Linked DNA regions of Mus musculus: region 1 is linked to region 2. A link is a contact called in public HiChIP or PLAC-seq data. All regions are on one chromosome and are shown on one strand. The core of a region is the stretch at or near the end of the contact, and the rest is flanking DNA. Distances in the headings are between cores, read along the strand shown.

Evidence for each region. HiChIP or PLAC-seq counts read pairs in DNA pulled down with a chosen protein or histone mark.
Region 1: an H3K27ac HiChIP or PLAC-seq map of extraembryonic endoderm stem cells shows a contact between it and region 2, with 5 times the contacts expected there. The contact joins the promoter of Ago2 here to the enhancer-like site in region 2. A contact is called at or near these places in 7 of 39 promoter capture datasets (the 3T3-L1 cell line, the HPC-7 cell line, embryonic stem cells and 4 more), 1 of 484 Hi-C or Micro-C datasets (embryonic stem cells) and 7 of 115 datasets of contacts at active chromatin or transcription factors (the 230-238 cell line, embryonic hindbrain, embryonic stem cells and 3 more).

The regions. Positions count from the first base shown.
Region 1 is chr15:73,183,654-73,188,748 of GRCm38.p6, forward strand. It overlaps Ago2 (argonaute RISC catalytic subunit 2), which reads right to left and starts at 1,294. Exons shown (of 19, transcript NM_153178.4): 1 at 1,108-1,294. The coding sequence starts at 1,129.
Region 2 is chr15:72,658,950-72,663,406 of GRCm38.p6, forward strand. The region is part of intron 20 of Trappc9 (trafficking protein particle complex 9); the gene reads right to left. Among named protein-coding and RNA genes, the nearest start is that of Kcnk9, 110 kb to the left of the region's middle. Within about 2 kb of position 1,277, at least 33 of the 459 cell types and tissues checked have an H3K27ac peak or open chromatin away from gene starts, as enhancers often do. A contact at or near this core is called in extraembryonic endoderm stem cells, pancreatic cancer cells and trophoblast stem cells, where this site is marked.

The DNA.
Region 1 (5,095 bases), core at 44-2,543, 520 kb after region 2:
GCCTCGTCCCCGAGGAAGTCACTAGAAATTGACACATTGGGAAAACGTACAAATTTGGAGCTAAGATTTGCTGGGTTCCTCCACAGCGCTGAGCTGGGGGGTGGGGGTGGGGGGGGGGTTCCCAATCTGGCAGGAGGCTGCCGCTGGCCATTTCGCAGGGACCTCCAGGCCCCAACATCTGTCCCTAGGACCCGGGCACCTCCCAAGCGCAAGGTTAAAAGGGTCTTCAAATCGTTGGGAAGCCTTTTAACGCATTTACAAGTTGGTCAGTGGGCATTCGAGGAGCCCTGTGACATCAGGAGCGGAGGCGCACTAGGCTCCGGAGCAGGCACCATAGGGAACCCGGGAGGATCTGGGAGGCTTCCAGACCCCACAGTGAAGAAGTCTGGGGAGGCCCCAGGGCCGAACCACTAGGTCAGGTGGGCAGCAGGGAGGGCCCGCGGGCGCCAAGTACAGCCTGGCGGACAAAGGGGTGCAGGCTGAGCCCGAGCAAGCGGCGGGGCAGCCGGGAAATGGAGCCACGTGCCTGGCGGGAGAAGGCGAAAAAGCCTCCCCAACACTTGTTTTCTCAACCCCGCGAGTAAACCGCCCTCCGCTCGGCTCCAGGAGCGGGGTGGGGAAATGCGTCCGTGTTTTTAAGTTTTCTGGAACTTTTCCAGAGAAACGGGCACGCTGGTGGGAAAGGGGTGCCACGGCGGCCACCCGCTCCGCTAGGAAATCGCAGGGCGATTAGCACTTGAATGGGGAGGGCGGCTGCCCGGCGTGAAACTGCGTCCAAGCGACCGATCGCGGTCCCGGGGCCCCGTGGTTCGGTTCCCGACCCGTCCAGCTCCCCGCCCCAGGCCCGCCGTGCTGGGCCCCACAGCTATGCGCTCGGGAACGGCGGGAGGAGCGCTGCGGGAGGACGGAGACCCGTTGCAGGCCGAGCCTGGGCCCCCGCACACGTCCCGGTGGCGCTGCTCGGGTGCACTGGGCCTCCCGGCCCCGAGGCCCTGCCCGGCCGCCCCGAGGCTACGCCGCGGCCCCACAGGCCCCGCCGCCCTCGCCTGCCCCGCCCGCCAACCGCCAACCGCCGCGGCACGAGTGCCGGGCGCCGCGCGGACTCACCGGGGCCGGCTCCCGAGTACATGGTGGCGTTGCCGAGGGCCGCGGCCGAGGGCCGGCCGCGCGCTCCACGGGCCCCGACGCCGCGAGCCGCGAGGAGCCGCCGGCCGCTCGATCCGCCCCGGCGCGGCCGCCTCGCAGAACAGGTTTACCCGACGCGGCCGGGGCGGCGGGCGGAGGCGGCGGGAGCGGAGGGGGAGGGGAGCGGGAGGAGGGAGGGGAGGAGGAGGGGCGAGAGGGACGACGAGGGAGGGGACGGCGGGGAGGGAGGGAAGGAGGGGACAGCGGGGAGGGAGGAGGCGGGGAGGAGGGAAGGTGGCAGGGAGAGAGGGGGGCAGGGGAGGAGGCTGGAGGCGGCGCGCGCCGGCGGGATGGGGGGGGGGGGACTCGCTGTGGCGGCCCCCCGCGTGCTTGCCCTGAATGAGGGACCCCAGAAGCGACCCAGGGCACGCGAGCCGAGACCTTCCCTGCGGCCGAGCGAGGCGACGTCTGGTTTCCGGGCGCGGCCAGCCCGGCACTGCGACCAGAGTCGGAGTCCTCCCGCGCCGAGTGGCAGAGCCTCGGCCGCGTCCCGCCACGCACCCGCCCCTGCACCTCGGCCTGGCTCTTTAAGTTATTAACGAAACGGCGACGGGAAGCTAGCTCCCCACCCAGAGCTTGAACTTGGACGCGGCCAGACCCGTGCGCGTGACCACACCGCCACCTCCCGGCGCGACTCCACAACCTAGATAATCCTAGCAAAGCACCAAGGAAGCCCAGCAAGTTCAGGATTAAATTTTATCAGCTGTCAGGGAGCAGATCTGGTCGGGGCTTCCCGCTTTCTGGCCTCCGAGCCCCCAAGTTCTGCTCTGAGGCCTGCTAGACCAGCATGCTCTGTGCACGTATGTCCCTTCTTCACTTGTTGCTGGCGTGTGCTCCTAGTCCTGTCCAGCTGCCTCTGGAACCTTTCTATAGAAGAGGCGGGTGTGTCAGCTCCTGCCTCGCCCTGCAGGCTTTGCAATGTCTTCAAAGCCCATACTGAGAACCCAGGCCAAAGACAAACAGGGTCCTACTGCAGGGACCCCAGGATCGGGGTAGGCTCCATATTCTGTGTAGTGCTCAAAGATAGTCCCAGGAACAAGAAAAGCAGCTCTCCTTCCAATAAAGGAGGAGGAGGAGGAAACTAGACACAGCATTGCAGGGCTGCCATTCCAGCTAGCCAGAAGTCGAGGGAGGCGGATGGCAACCGTAAATCTAGTCTAGGATACATAGAAGAAAGACTTGCCCCCACCCCTCTCCCAAGTGATTGACACAAATGGGTAATCAATCATACCTAGCCCTTGCGGTACCAATACTTTGGTACTTTAGGGATGGAGACAGGATTTGCTGAACTCAGGAGTCATCTTGGCTCAGAACCAGTCAGGGTAACACAGAACTAATGGGGATGCGGTGAGGTGGGGGGGGGGGGGAGGTGGTGTTCGGCGGGAGGCGGTGTTAGACTTCACTCAGCAGTGGAGCACTGACGTTGGGTCTGCTCCCAGCACTGACATCCTACCCCCAAAGTCATGAAGTCGTTTTGGGGAACATGAAGTAGGTAAATTGCCAGGCATCAAGAAGCCCTGGGTTCAACGCCACCAAAAATATATATATATCTCTGCGCATGATTACACACGTGTTTCTGAGCACAGGGAAGCCTGGGTACTGTGGGCCTTGCTGCTCATCACAGGGATCACAGCGAAGATGGACACCGTGCGCGCTCCCTCTAGAGTGGAGTGAGAAAGACAGTAGAGTGTGTCTGCAGATGGGATCCAGTCAGTGTTGCTAAGTGCAGCGGTGTGCTTGGCCCTGAGCCAACAGGCCAACATCAGCCTGGCGGTGTGACTCCCATTATTGTGAGGGTTCCCATGCATCCAGCTCTGCTTCCAGAAGGCTGAGGCAGTATAGGAGTCCCTGCCTCTAAGGGAGGGAGGGAGGGAGAAGATCCCAAACAAGCAAAATTAAAGTAGCTCAGAGATGCCTAAAAACAGCTAAGTAGTAGCTACGGTGTCCGTCTAGCAGGAAGGGCCGTGTGGAGCAGCCCCTTGGATACCTGCGATTGCAGCATACCGTTCCAGGAGCCATGTTTCCCTCCGAGGCCCACAGAGCCTGCTTGACAGCGTAACACTAGGACCTGGGAGAAAAGCTGCAGGCTCTGCGGTAGGATGGAGGCTGGGAAACTTTTGTTTCCAGGCAGGATTATCTCAGGAAGGCTGGATTGTGTCTCTGCTGAGACACAACACTGCCCTCTGCTGGTGGAAGGATGCCATTGCTTCCTGTCGGCCTCCTTCCACAGCTCAGTGCCCAGTTAAGTCCCGGGCTCACATCCAGCCACTCAGCACTAGCATTCAGAGTGCCCTTTTCCAGGGTACAGCCATCCTCCCCTGCGCTGATGCACCATCCAAAGATCTGCAGACCCACAGCCCAAGCCAAGGACACCATCGCTCCCTCTGACAATTTCATTCCCGATCCACCTCTTCCCCCATACCCCACCTGCAGAGCTGGGCCTGCCTTCTTTCTGGCCTGCAAGCTAGGACTCAACTTACAACGGTGTCATCTCCACTCATGCCTAGAACCTTCTCCAGTTCCCAGTCTGGCCTGGCACATATCGTTGGAGGCCTCGGTCCCTCCCGGCTCAATTCCCACTCTTGGGTTGGGGCTCCCGGTGCTGTATGTAGCTATACACTCAGGCACAGGACGCTGATGAAGCAGGCCAGCCCATCTCTTAAAACACTTTGCACTCCCAGTTTTGATCAATAATCCCCAGGAAAGAGAAAAGAGAGCCCGAGGCATTGCACACCTCATGCTCCAATGCTACAGGGCCTGAAGGATTCAACTTTAGGGCCTATTAGTTCCTTCAAGTCGGTGTGGTCATATTTGTAATCCTAGCACTGAGGCAGGGGGATCGACAAACCATCTCAAAAACAGCTAGGCATGATGCGGTGTGTGCATTTAACCCCAGCACTTGAAAGGCAGAGGCAGGTTGGCCTATACGTGTTTGAAGCCACCAGGCTTCTTTTGCTTTTTTATTCCTTTTGAGACAGGGTCTGAGGTAGCTTAGATTGGCTACCTCAAATTCACCAAATAAATAGCTGAGGCTGCCCTTGAACTTCTGAGCCTCTTGCCTCTACCTTCGTGACCACACCTGGCTGTCTTTTCTTCCCTTTCTCCACCCCATCCTTCCATCTCTGTCTTACTCTAGAGCCTCAGCCTTCCCTGTAGGTGGCTCTTTACATGTGTAGGCCCACAGCCCAGGGCTCCACTTTCTGTTGTGTTTAAGCCATGGTCTGTGGCATTATGTTATGGTAGTCACTATGGATTGAGACACTTTTACTGGACTCTGCAAATGAGAAGGGAAGCGCTGGAGTTCCGTTGGTAGAGGGCTTGCCTCCCACGCACAAAGTCCTGGGTCCTTAGCATCACATGAATCAGGTCTGGTGACCCATGGTTGGAATCTAAGCACCGAGGAGGCAGAGACACGAGGGTCTCTCCAAGTTACAGGCCAGCCAGGCTACATAGTGAATGTTTTGGGGGAAAGAGAGTTTCTAGACAGAGTTTCTCTGTGTAGCCCTGGCTGTCCTGGAACTCGCTCTGTAGACCAGGCTGACCTCAAACTCATGTGCCTGCCTTTGCCTCTCAAATCCTGAAATTGAAGGCATGTGCCACCATACCCGTAAAAAGATTCCTGCCATGAAACCTGATGATGGGAGTTCAGCCCTAGATCCATAGCAGAAGGAGAGAACGGACTTTTTCCAAGCTGACCTCTGACTTCCACACATGAATCATGAAAGGCAGGCACATGTGTATTGCACATGCACATACCAATACACAAAAATGTAACACAACATATATTTTTTAAAGGCCACAAAAAAAAAAAGAGTAATATATAAGGGCTGAGGGTAGAGTACTTGCTTAGTATGTGTTAAGGCCTTGAGATTAGTCCTTGACACTGAAAAAATATTGTGTGTGTTTGTGT
Region 2 (4,457 bases), core at 27-2,526:
AGAAGGACTGTGAACCTTAAGCCTCAGATTTACTCCCTCAGCCTAGCAGAAAGGCCTATACAGCGCCGATGGCCCAAGTACAGACTTTATGGCCAGTGTGATGTACACATGTAGCGTCTATACTAGCAGGACAAGTGCATTGCTTGTCCTCTGGGTGCCTCTGGGTGCACGGCCGCTTGGCGATGGTGGGAATGGGGGATCTTAGCCACCTGAATAACCACCTTATTTCTCCTAAGGCTTCCTATCTTTGCAAGGACATTTGCCCAAGCCTAAGCTAGGCTCCCTAGCTATCCAGGGACAAACCTGAGCAGTGGGGGTTTTGCCAGTGAGGATGCTCGCCCCATGGGAAATAATCCAGAATATGTCCTTTTCTCAGCTGCATGGTCTTCTGCTCCACCGACTCGCCACCTGGCTCCCACAGTCCAGGGAGTTGGCCTAGTCTAGAGAACACCTGTCTCTGGAAGCATCCTGGCATCTACAGCACGTCCACTTGGCTGTCCCCTGATGCTTTCCCACACATACCTGACATTTTAGGGACCCAACCCAGATGCTGAGGAGGACTCTGGATCGTTCCTTCCTGTCCCTACCTTCTCATCATGACTCTTCCTTCAGAGTCCATGACAGCAGCTCACTTCTGTCCCTCAGTGGAGCCACCAGAGAGCTTTCTTAGGGAGCATGTCTTTCATGCTGTCATGTCTGCCACTGAGAATATATTCAGCGCTACTCTGTTGCTGCAAATACATTGGGTGACAGTCAAACACCTAATGAATAATAACCAATATCCATTAGGCTATTGCACAACAAATGTTCTCCTGGTGATACCTCTGGCCATGCCTTTAGGCACATGAGATGGCTCCAGGTCTCCAGATCGTCCCTGGTTCCTAGACGGATGTCTCTAGCCTCAGAGACTCTTCTAGGTGGGACAGAGTCTGGTAGCCATTTCCTTTCCTTCTGAGGGGGTGGGGGGAGCCCAGCTATCCCCATCTTCGGTGAAGTGCAATTCACTGTGCTCTTGGGAACTAACATCCATCGGCTCCCGTTCCACAGAAGAATGTCAGCAGCTCATTTCTTAGACGTTCACAGCCTGAGAAAATGAGGTGTGGTGGGGACAACATAAAAATTGTCTGAAAGCATGCAGCCCAAAGGCTAGAAGGCCACTGGCTTTTACCTTCCATGGTTCACTGACTCTGGGTAATACCACACCCGTGTGTCCTTTGTATCAGTGTTTGCTACCCTGAGGCACCTCTGCCTTCCCTCCTTGTTCCCTGAACACAGAAGAGGTTTGCTGCAGACCTGGCTGATGTCACTGTAAGAATGAGTCACATCTGTGGCTCCATTCTGGGCTTTCTTACTCCCTACAAAGTTTCTGTAGCACCAGAGCCATAGCCCTCCTCCCGGGTGGGGGCTGGGCTACTGAACTGGGGCCCTGTCTGGCTCTTTGCTCTCCATGGACTTCACTTGTTAAAAGCCACACGCACCCCTGGTCTCAAGGGACCCTCTGTCTACCCTGACAGGAATACTGCCCAGCTAGATGTCCCATTTGAGACGTTGTTCTCAATGACAGCAGAACATTAAGCTTCATAACCTCATAGTGTGCCCAGCACCAAGCGTGTATGCTCAGTGCTCACCCAATGAATAAAAGAATGAGTGTCTGAGACTGGGTGTGTCTCCGGAGTGATCAGACAAAGACAGAGAGAGCATACCAGCAGAGATAACAATTTAAACAAGAGACTGCTGCAGGCTGACTCATCCTTTGAAAATACCTGACATTGGTGGGTAGACTGGTGGGTAGATGCTCCCACTGACGGAGGCTACATCTCTTATGGAGGAGAAGCCACCCAAACACTTCTTCCCCCAGCTTCCTCCCCACCCACCCCCAACTCTCAGGTGGGTTTTACCACATGATGGCAGAGCCCAGACCCCCCCCCCCCCCTGCTACAATCTATCTACTGCTGAGGAAAGCCTCTTGATCTCTAAGGTGCAAGCTGGAGAAGAAAAGAACAAGAGGAAGAAAACTCGAGTCAGAGCCTCTGGGCAACCCCTGGTCACCAAGCTCCATTCAGAGGAACCATCTGTCAGAAATAGCCATAAAAAAATATCTTTGACGGGGCAAATAATGTTCCATGAGGTGAATCCTCTCTCTCAAGGCTGGAAAGACCTCCTAGATAACCTTGATATGTCTGTCATCATGTAGTCCTGCTGGCCCACAGGAGGACACAGACAAGCTCCTGTGGGCAGGCCTTAGGCACTCAGATCTCTTCCCCACAGCTTTAGTAGCTAATGAAAATGACACCCAGCAGGAAGGTCCTCTGATAGCATCTGCCCTGCTCCACACATCCCAAAGCTTCCCGCCTTCCCTGCAGTCCTGTCTTTCTTTGCAAAGCTTGGCTTGGTGGGGTTAGGGGTTCCTGCAGGAACCATGACCAATGACAGAGTTTGGAGTCTGACTGGAAATAAAACGCATTTAAGTGTGTCACAAAGCAAGCGCTAAGCAAGAGGACAGGGAGAGACAGATGCAAGTACCTGGCATGGTGGCAGGGTAAGGCCTCCCTAGAGGACAGTTGTGCAGCTAAGACTCCAAGGTGTAGATCAGCTAGCGAACACAGGGTAGGAAGAGGTGGTGGAGGGCATGGACCCACATGGGTATGAGGGGAGAATCTTGGTCATGAGGTGTGTTGGGGTGTTGAGTCCTTTAGATTCTGATATTGGAACATGGGACACTGAAGGATTTTAGGGTGCATGCCAGCAATGTAGTTTAGAAGGAATGTGTACTGTGATCTTAAGGAAAGGTCAGGATGATTAGGGCTAGGCAAGCCATGAAGACATGATACTGTGAGCTGCTAGAGCCAGGGTGTTGTGTTGTTTGAAGATGACGGATGGGCTAAGGACCCTTCGGTTATGAAGCCGAAGAACTCCAAGGTCTGAAGTGACAGTGGCCCTGACTTGCTTTGGCCTTAGCCAGGGACTCCTAGCTATTATTTATCCTTGGGCAACAGAGGAAACATGGGAGTGCCTAGATCCTCACAGCCATCCTGCCTTTTGCTAAAGGACTCTTGTATCAATTTCTGCCCATCTAGCAGGACTGCTTTTCAATTCTATGCATCCAGAGGCAGTACTAGAAACCTAGAATTTCTGGGGAAGCAGTTGTATCATAAAGCGAAGGCAGAGCTGATGTCCTCTAAGCTTGGGCACTTGGTGCTGGTCAGTGCTTTCCTGACCCCTGAAGTGCACTTGAGCCCAGCGAGCACCTCTAGCCACCAGGGACAGTCCTCTGAGGTGAGGGTAAGAGAGCTCCTCATGAGTCTAAAGGAACCAAGGTGCAAGGCTATGAGCCAGTCTTTGGCTAGCTCTAGGAAAGGGGTGGCCGTGGGTGAGCCATCTGACTTCTCTAAACCTGTGGTTGGAAGCAAGTCCACTTTCGTGAGTGCAACAGTGGGATGTAGGAACCCTTGGGGCGCCAGCTCCACATGTAGCATTTTCCCGAGCTCTTCCCATGAGGCTCTGAGCCTTGGTTTTTTATGACCGCTAGCTGAGATGTGGTCAGAAAACCATATCCCTCACAGAACCCTGTCTCCCCCTGGTTCACTTGTTCTCAGGGTTTCAATCGGTGTAGGGTCAGGGAAATACAAACCAGCTTTGCTCACAACCTAGAGAGCCACAACTGAATTCATATCCTACCACTATTTCCTGGCTCTTATTGCTCTCTGTAATTCAGCCCCGACAGCCTCCCTGCGTGGCAAAACAGGAGGGGGGGGGGGGGACACAGCTGATCTGAGTCATCCAACTGATAAAGTCCAAGGTCTTAACATCCTGCATCCTTGTTTGGACATAGATGCTCACATGAACAGCTGAGCTACCATGTGAAGCATGCCACACCGAGGAGACCCTGCAGCGGTACTGGATCTCTGGGCTAAGTGAGGCAGGCAGAGACACGCAGGAAGAGCTATTTCTTTAACCCAGGCTGGCTTTGAGCTTGCAATCCTTCTGTCTCAGTCTCCCAGTTTCCAGGATGACAGTTGTGTGTCACCATGCCTAGATTGTGAAGGAGGGTTCTGATCACACTGAAGAGGAGTCTAGGGCTAGGGAAATGACTCAGCCAGTCAAGTACAGGTCTTATAAGCATGAGTTAGATTAGACCTTCGAGAATCCATAGGGGAAAATAAATCTGGGCAAGGTCGTGTGCACATATAATCCCAGTGTTAGAGAGAAAGAGAAAGGCAGGTCCTGGGGATCACTGGCCAGACAGCCTAGCCAATTTGGTAAGCTTTGGGGCAATGAGACTCTATCTTTAAAACAAACAAACAAACAAAAAAACATAAAGTGCTTGGGGAATGGCTCTCAAAGTTGACCTCTGGCATACACACGCACAATGACAAGCATACATTGCACACGTAAGAACTCTTTTCCACATGTGTACTTATGCACACATACACACACACACACACAAAAAAAAAAAA